Regions from separate parts of the Callithrix jacchus genome. Here region 2 is linked to region 1. A link is a contact called in public Hi-C data. All regions are on one chromosome and are shown on one strand. The core of a region is the stretch at or near the end of the contact, and the rest is flanking DNA. Distances in the headings are between cores, read along the strand shown.

Region 1 (4,765 bases), core at 969-3,468:
TGATGTCCTGTGTTCTTTTACTAAGATAATGCAGCTAAAAGCAAAAGCAAAGAAAAATCCAGCGATGAGTTCCTTAATTTTGGGACACATCTGTTTAATCAGTAGTAAAAAAGTGATTAGAAGCAGAGCTTTAAAGCCAAAGAGGCTTAGGTTTTAATCCTTGCTTTGCCACTTACTGAATTCAGTAATCTTGGGCAAGTTAATTAATTTGAATCCCATTCATCTGTAAAATGGGAATAATTATGTACGGTAATAAGGATTAAATGAAGAATATATATAAACATGACAGGCATCATGCCCAGTATGTAGAAAGCACAAACTAATAGGTAGTTGTTATTGTTAGAATTAGTCATGTAATCTTTATTATTGTTTAGATTATGGAAGTACTCATTGCAATAGCAGATTTAAAGACCAGAAATTATCATACATAAAATAAGACTAACCAAATCTTCTCAATACTTTTATAAGGAAGCAAACTGGAAGCATATTTGGTAAACACTTGCATGTTGCCTTTCTATATATAAACAATACTCAAAATCTTCAGAAGTCAAAACTAAAATATTTCTAATTTATCACATTTTCCCCCAAAAGGACTACAATACTAATATATTTGAGTTATTAGACTTCAGTTTTCTGAATGTGAAGGAAAAATGAAGCTGGAACGATTGTGTACTAAATTATATTAAGCTTGGTGGAAATAAAAACTTTTTTGGAGGAAGAGGGAGAAAAAAAGTACGGGCAACTGAAAATGAGAGTACAAAGAGTTGATGTGGAAATAAATCTTCAGCCATAACTACATTATTTTCAGAGATAACTAGCAGGAGGGAATTAAAATAGTTGCCAACAGATTTAAACTCGAAGTTTGCAAATCTCCTCAGATACTCTAATTAGTCTTTAATATCGTTAAGTTTATCTTCTCCCATTTCTCTCTCCTGCTGCACAGCTGAAGACAAATGAAAGGGATTTGAGCTCCTCTGCACATTCATTTTATTTCTAGACAACAGACTGGTATAGAAAACAAACATCAGGCAAAGATCTTCTTATTAAACATAAGCAGACATAACATCTTTGTTTCTGACGACCTTAGTTAAAGCTTTGGAGTCAAGAGGTAACTGAAATGCAAGATTACATTTAATCTTTGATGGGCTAGCCTAATTAATCGTGATTCTTATCACCTAAATTGGAGTCTGATTCTAAGATTACAATTTACAGTGCACAGCAAATTAAAATGCTAGGCAGGATGTAAATGGGGAAGAAGTGGACTTCCTCCTCTCCTCACCAGAAAAATAATTTATACTTGAGTCCACAGGATTTTTGAAGCCCATGATGTATAAGGAAAGCTGGTCTTTCGCTGTGCTAAGAAAGATTTCATATGAAGTACGACCCAGAAGCCCCAAAAAAGAAGAAAAATCACAGGTCATACCATGCAGTGGGGTGCTAGATTGTTTGTTGAATGAATGAATCACTAGTATTGAACATCAACTAGGAGCCACGTTCCCACAGTAAGTATTTTACAAAAATATTTTCATTTATTTTTCATAGCAGTTCAAAAGTGTATAGTCTCTATTATCCCCAATATAAAGGCAAGGAAACAGAGACTTAGAGAAATTATTTGGCCAATGTTACAAAGCTCTTAAGTAGTATCTATGTATTTAGTTTGGGCTTGTCCTCCCAGCACCAGAGTATCCAAGTGCCAATCAAGGAAAGAAACCTATGATAAGTTTCCCAACACTTCCAGCAAACCTCCCTACTTTAAAAGGTATCTGCAATAAGGGTGTTGTGTGACACAGATATCTGATGGTCAATCCCAGAAGGGAATAACCTTAATACTTTCTGATTATGTTCAAGTTAAATGATCTTGACAATAACAGTTTTTGTACTTCCTCCCAAATAACAAGTTAGTACATTCTCTCTCTTGTTATGAACTACTTTGAAATGCAGACAATTAACACTGTAAACAGAAAAGCAATAGGAGTCCCTGTTAATAACCAGAGAAAGCCAGGGGCATTCCAGATGAACCACACTATCTCTGACTGAGGGTAAACTTGTGGAGACACCTTCTCTCCTACTTATATGTGATGATACATTTCAGAGTCAAACTAATACAATGTCACGTTAGAAATGCTTAAAAATAATAAAGCAGAGTTTTAAAATGTAACTGGACAAGCCGTGATGTCACAAGCAACTGAAGGATCCCCTGATTAGGAGAGGGCAGGGGGAAGGAGAGGAACTGGACAGAAAGATGCTGCTGGCAGACTGGAGACCAGAAAGAAGCTTTGGATCCAGGCTGGGACCTCACTGACAGTGCAGAAGCAGGACACTGGCTGACTAAGGAGAAAGTGAGTGGCAAGAGAGAGAGAGGAACTGCCAAAAAGGCAAGTTTGTCCAGCTAGACTGAACAAGCACTCTTAAGAAAGCCTGGATAGAAATCTGGCGAAAAAAGCACCACCAGGTTTCATTCCAATTAACTACAGGGAGTTATCTGACATTTTTAAACATACTAAAAAGTTAAAAGAATTGTTGAGTGAACGCCCATATTATCTTTCACCTAACATTTTATCATATTTGCTTTATTTACATATTTATCTACCAGTCTTTTTTTAAAAGATGTATTTTAAAGTCAGATGCAGAAGTCAGTTGCCATGGACAGAATTGTGTCCCTTCCCCCAGATTCATGTTGATGCCCTGACCCTCATGCGGCAGTATCTGGAGATGGGGCCTTTGGGAGGCAACTGAGTTTAGAGGAAGTCATGAGGGCAAGTGCTCTCATGATGGAATTCATGCCCTTATAAGAAGCAGCACCAGAGAGCTTTCTCCCCACCCTTCCCACGTGAGGTCACAGTGACAAGGCAGCACCCTGGAGGCTAGGGAGAGGGCCCTCACCAGAACCCAACCACATTGGCACCCTGATCTCAGACATCCAGCCTCCAGAACTGTGAGAAATAGATTTTGAAATGTCTATGATGGTACAGACATAAACACCAGTGTTTTGTTATGGTAACCCTGATCTAACACGAGTACACTGCACCCAAAGGGAGGAATGGAACCTTGTCTAGAAAATGTCAATGTCAAACACAATTCTGTAAGTATTTAGGAAATAGCCTCTGCGTGTCAGAATGTTCCTAAGGCAGTGCTTCCCCAACTTTAATGTACATGTGAATAGCCTGATTCAGGAGGTCGGGGTGTGGTGTGGGACTCTGCATTTCCAACAGGCTCCCAGATGATGCCCATGCTGTTGGTCCTTGGACCACAACCACACTTTGAGTAGCAGGGATTGAGGCTGAGCCTACCAGCCACAGAGAGAAAACCCAGACCACTGTGCAAGACAGAATCCCAATGATTGATCTTCTTACTGGTAACTTGTTGCCTACATGCGTGAGTTTTACAGGCTGGTCTTACACCAGACCCCAGATGATGCTGACGGACTGGAGGGTCTAGCTGTCAAATCAAATTTGGTGTGATATCACACTGAATTCAGTATGAAAAGAGAAAGACTAGCAGTCGGAAGCTCTGCTGCTCTGTTCATTGTGTACAGATGAGTGCGGAGGGATCATGTGAGCCCCAGCTTGCCCAAGGTCCCACAGGAAGTCCAAGCCAAGGTCCCAGGCCTCCTGATGTGCATACCAGAGCCTTTCCCATCTGGCCACATTCAAGAGGACGTTGTTCTTTATATTTCCTGTGGGGTGGAAGGAGGAGTTAAGGAGGGACAGGAATTGTTACAAAGGCTGAGTACAAATTACTGCTACTACTACTACAGATAATCCCCATGTGGTGAACACTTAGCATAAGAAACTGTGCTCAGTGTTTTATCTCATTTAATCTGTATAGTGCTCTAAGGAATTATCATTGTCTCCATTTTACAGATGAGAAAACTGAGATTAAGAAAAGTTAAACAAGTTGCCTAAAGTCATACCAGCAGTAAGAAATAAAGCTAGAATTTTAAAGAAAAGATAGGACTTCAAAGCCAATTGTAACCACTCTGTGAATCTAGGTTGCCTTTTTAGGCAGACACATTGCATGTCGCCATTTGTGAGGTTAGAACATCTTTACACGACACTGATGGACAAGCACTTGGCGACAGTTACAACCCTTAGTGACAAGAGGTGCGGTTTTTCAACTTGAGCTTGGATTGGCAGGCCAGCTTCTCACCATCACCTCTGTTTTATCAGGATTGAAGCCTTGCCAGCCCACTCAGCCAGGCTAAATATTTTCAAGACAGCATTTATTAAATATTTTCTCATAAAGCTAAACAAAGCACATTCTTCCCCAAGGATGTAATGGGTTTTATTCAGCTAAATATAGCTGGCTAACTTATCACTTTTAGCAAGGTATAACAGATTCTTCTAGTGAATCATCAGGTGGACCAAGAGCCCTGCTAATCTCTTTTTAAAAAATATATATTTTGTAATGTATATTTGCAAGCATCCCAAAATGAAATCTTAGTAAAATATGCTTAACAAATATATGAAGGGGGTTAAAGCACCCATGATCAAAGAGGGAAAGAAAGGGAAAGCAATGATCTCTGTGTGGAATTGGGAAGAAAAAAGAAAGGCAAGAGGCCCGAAAACATTGTTCAGAAGATTCCGAAATGCATAAGAAAAAAAGATAGCTTTTATTCAGACTTCATTTTAAAAGTTTGAAAAGATCACTTATATAAGACTATATATATTAAAAGGTAACGATTTTGGAGATAAACACAATTCTTAACAATTGTGTAAGGAGTCAGAGTTTAACAAAATGAAGCAATATACTTTCACTACCTCAG
Region 2 (4,765 bases), core at 851-3,350, 980 kb after region 1:
TTCACCTAAAGTTCCCGTGCTGACCTTTTATGGAAGATGTTTGCTTTCTAGGGATTGAGACCTGGGACCAAGTCCCAGAGATGAGGGTATAGGGGAAAGGACCCAAAAGTCAAGTTTTATGGAAGACAAAAGGGAGAGAAAAAGTATCTTCATTTATTGGTGATTTTAGTTAACAGGAACAATAGCTTTGCATTGACAGATAATAAGTGAGGGGAAAATGGTGAGGGGAATTATATACCTGACTGAGAAGGATGACATGGCTGGGGCTGCCAAAGGAAGCACTGAATGGGCTCTAAAAATAACTACAACCCAACATACCATCGCATGACTGTAAGGTGCTGGAGGCCTGCCAGAGTCAGACGTGCATTCTCGCTGACCTTTTAGATCTGACTGACTCCCAACCAGACTATGAAGGCTGTGACCAAGGAATGAATTCCTGTTCCTTCCTGGTGACCTTGCAGTGCTTTCCAGTAAGTTCTCCCGTGGTACAATTGTTCTTTTATCTGCATAGGAAGGGAATCTGTGATTCCTTCTGGAAACCGGAGCACTGTGGGAGGCAGGCCCACTCTCCTGGCTGCTGGAGAGCTGAGCATATGCAGTCCTGGAAGGAAGCCAAGTCATGGGACTGTGATAGAAAGCTCACCTCACCCCCAGGCTAGGTTGTGGCTTTGACCTTCTAGCTTGGTGACCATCAAACAGAAATTGTCATGACTTTAACAGTATAAAACTGGGGTCTTTACACAGCCTGTCAGCAAAGTCAAACCTACACCTATGTTTGTAAAGAAACCTTTATTGCAACACAGCCACACTCTTCATTTAAGGACCCTCTACCACTGCTTTCGCACCACAAAGGCAGAGTTGAGCAGCTGCAGAAGAGACCATTGGCCTGCAAAGCCAAAATAATTGACTATCTTGCCCTTTATAGAAAAAGGTTGCTGACCTCTGGTTTAAAAGAAGAATCATTAAGAGAAGGCTGTGTGATGTGCCAGAAGGACCATGGGAAGGGGCCTCCAGAGGCCTGGGTTCCAGTGCTGCTCTCTGTTGGAAACCATCTAGGTCTGTAGCTCTGAGTGACCTTGAATGTCTCTTCTAGCTGCAAAAGATACAAGAATTCTATGGTTTAAGCGATTGTAATGTACAGGTTTCGGATATCAATTTTACTGTCCAATACCCTTCATTACCAAAAGAAATACCATTTGTTTATTTGTAATCCGAAGATTATAATATATAGAATAATTACACTGGAATCCATACTTGGTGCTTACACAGAAAGAAACATACACACATGCAGGCACAGACACATGTACACACACTCACACACATGCAAACATACACACACACACTGGAGCAAGGCTTCCAGCCCACTGCTCTGAGCATAGGGTTTCATGCTCAAGATCCTTGCAGTGACCTATGGGAAGGACATGTGTCTTCTAGGACCTCACCACTTGATTGAAGAAAGCTGCTGTGTCTAGGGCCTCACCATCTGCAAAGCCGTAATCAAAACATTACTATTCAGTTACCATCTAAGACACAGCTGTAGAATTATGGAGAAATGTTTTCACAAAACTAAGCAATTGGCTGGGTCTGTCTTCTGACTGAAGAAAGAAGAATGCCTAATTCACAAAATACTTCATACTTTATAGCACATTTACATACAATATAATGGATGCCACCCTATTTACTTGTTTTCTATACCATCTTTATTTAGTGTTTATTTTATGAGACTTGTAAATAGTTTCCAAACATCTCTAAATCTAAGAAAAAGTTAACTGAGTGAAGCTGATTTTAAACAAGCTGTCTTAGCCTGGATTCTCACCAAAAGCTAAACCTGAGACAAGAGAGCTTAGTTCGGGAAATGATTCCAAAGAACAGGAGGAAAGAACAAGGCAGATTGAAACAGGAGGAGGAAAAGGTCATTCCAGAGGTCTTTTACTGAGCTGTCACTGGCATGGGCAAGGGAGGAGCCCTCCTCTTGGGACGCCTTGGATTGCCTTGTAGAATGAGTCCTCGTATGTCTTTCTAAGGAATGCCACGGGAAGTACTGTCTTCAGCTCCCATCATTGCCCCACGGGATTTTAATTCGCTCTCATTTTCAGAGTGTGCATAGGGCAGAATGGCTAACCTACTTTCTGCAAAGTCAGCAACAGCCTCAGAGAAGCCCCTGGTCAGAAAGCAAGAGTTTGTTGGTGCAGCTGAAAGAAGAGGCTGATAGGTTACAATCACGCAGTTATCATAGCAATGCCTGGAGTCAAAAGGTAGGCTAAGAGGTTGTAAGAAACCGTACAAGTAGTGATCCATACAGCATGAAATCCTTAAATTGTACTACTCTGTCCTCCCAAGATGCCATCAGTTACGTAAATGTAACTTCAATATTCCTTCAACATCCTACGTGCCTCTGCCACATGCCGAGCACCTGGAATAGAGATGCAGACACTGTTCTTACGCTAACAAACCATTTTAATGCATTCAGATCAACACTGTCAGTTAATAGGAGAACACAGACAGTTTCTCCTGTTTACAGTGGATAGGTAGCAATGAATGGAGGTCAACATAAAGGAAGACCTTAGAATGAAGGTAAAGCTTGAGAGTTGTTTCAAAGGACCAATAGGTGTTTTACAGGAAGTAAATCAGGAAGGAATATTGAATAGCCTGTGCAGAGTTGTGCAAGTTGGAGAAATCAAAATGTGTTCAGGAAAATGCAAAATACCGTGAGTAAGGTTAAAATAGAAATACATGTGAGGAAATGGCTAACCTTGAAGTGGAAGAGGTAGGCAGATCCCAGACCATGAACACTGGATTCCATCCTAAGAACCTTGAACTCCATCTATCGACAGTAGAGGAATATGGAAGACCGCAGAAGAGGAGGGAGTTATTCAGCTTGCTTTTAAGAAAGATAACTGTGATAACATAATGTAGTTTATACCACCTCAAAGGAATTTCAGAGGTAAATTAAAGCTCGTGTATTTTTATGATCCCAAGATAAAAATAATTCTGCTCTGTCAAACATTTAAATTCATACATCATACAATAATGTTTTTCTGTAAATGTACAGAACTTTATGGCTAAATTTAACACCACAAATGAAAACCATCACAAGGCTTCATCAGAGCAGAGACTTTTGTGAGAGTGTAGGTCTGTTATGTATTACTTAGTGTTCACAGCACTTTACAACGCTGGCCTAGAAATAATTTAAAACACTGGCCACTTCCCCAGCCTTTTATTTCTGTGAGGCAATATGATAATTTAGGAAGACTAATGTCAGGACTCCGTCCAGAAATGTAGGCTTTTGCCACCCTGTTATGAAGAAAATCAGTCATGTTGGTTTTTTGTTGAGACCAGGAATAATAAGCATCCAATAAACCACAGTGACTTTCTCAACTTAAATTCAGGAAAACACACTAATGAATTCTCAGGTCCTTTCATGAGTTTGTACAGCAAATAACAAGAGGCAGAGGCATATCACAGGGAAGAAGAAGACAAACACGTGACTCTAAAATAAGCAGGGTAGAACAGAGACCAGAGAAAGACTTAAAGGACCAAAGCACTGTACCTCATTGATTTCCACCTCTCCTAGAAATGGCACCCTATTTGCCCATTTGCCCGACAGTCCACAATAATTGATGTTGCTCTTGGATAGCTAGAAAGATGACCCAGTTCTAAAGAGGCAATCCATAGACCATCAGCTATGTTCAAGCCCCTCCCCCTGCTCTAGCTAAAGCCTTCATCTATTTTGGAGCCATGTCCCACTTTGGTCATCTGGTGAGGCCCGAGAATCCTTTTTATATTCCTATTTTCTAAATTATAATGAATTTGAATTCATAAAATTATATTGAAATTTAATTATCCATCAGAATATGACAAAGCAAATTTTGTGATATACTAATGCAGTGGTTTATCAATGCACTAAATATGACTATCTAAAGGTAGATATAACTAGCAGAATTCTGATGTGATGATGAGCATAGATGATATTTTGGAATATGTGCAACATTGTGAGATATGAAAATATCAGTAATTTCTCTTGATGACAAATTCCTGTATGCTGCTAATACTGTTGTAGTTTTCTAATAATTGATGCATATGCTAAGTTTGGAGAAACTAAAAATGTAACTCATAAATCCCTGGTTAAGCCTGCTTCTTTGCAAGTGTGACCTCTGTGTTTCAATCAATTTCCTAGGGGAAGAAAAGAAATTCTAATTTCAAATAATTTCTTAGATTGTTGTGTATTGAATGTGGTAATTTTTAATCAGTTGACTGAAAACATGCATAACTAAAAACTACAGTAAATTTAAATGTACTTAGAAATATTTTATTTTTGTAAATCACAACACCATCTGTATATTTTAGATCTAGAACAGTACCCATGCACACATATGTGCAAGATCTTGTATTTATTCAGTCCACAGTCAATGCACTAAGTACATGAGAATTTGGAAAGCTGTTTCTTCAACATAACTAAATCTGTTTTGAAAAAGGAATACAATGCAAAGTATAAGCTATGGACTTTGGTTTTTCTGCATGACCCTGTGCAAATTAACTCAGTTTTCTCATCTGTAAAATGAGTATTAAAATCATATTGACTTCATAAGATTCTTGTGAAAACCAAAATGAGCTAAAGAAGTTGTTTCCTTAAACCATTTGTCAGGATGTAAAATCAATTAGCATGTCACAGTCAGCAATTTTTTTTTTTTTTTTTTAATTTTTGAGACAGAGTTTCACTCGTCACCCAGGCTGGATTACAATGGCGTAATCTCGGCTCACTACA

Evidence for each region. A called contact is a pair of places that touch in the nucleus more often than the background predicts.
Region 2: a contact with region 1 is called in a Hi-C map of skeletal muscle, with 13 times the contacts expected there. The contact joins two enhancer-like sites. A contact is called at or near these places in 3 of 3 Hi-C or Micro-C datasets (induced pluripotent stem cells and skeletal muscle).

The regions. Positions count from the first base shown.
Region 1 is chr2:141,271,678-141,276,442 of calJac240_pri, forward strand. All of the region lies in intron 1 of PIK3R1 (phosphoinositide-3-kinase regulatory subunit 1), which reads right to left. Among named protein-coding and RNA genes, the nearest start is that of PIK3R1, 39 kb to the right of the region's middle. Within about 2 kb of position 2,219, at least 3 of the 16 cell types and tissues checked have an H3K27ac peak or open chromatin away from gene starts, as enhancers often do. A contact at or near this core is called in skeletal muscle, where this site is marked.
Region 2 is chr2:142,252,006-142,256,770 of calJac240_pri, forward strand. No RefSeq gene overlaps it. Among named protein-coding and RNA genes, the nearest start is that of CD180, 39 kb to the right of the region's middle. Within about 2 kb of position 2,101, at least 1 of the 16 cell types and tissues checked has an H3K27ac peak or open chromatin away from gene starts, as enhancers often do. A contact at or near this core is called in skeletal muscle, where this site is marked.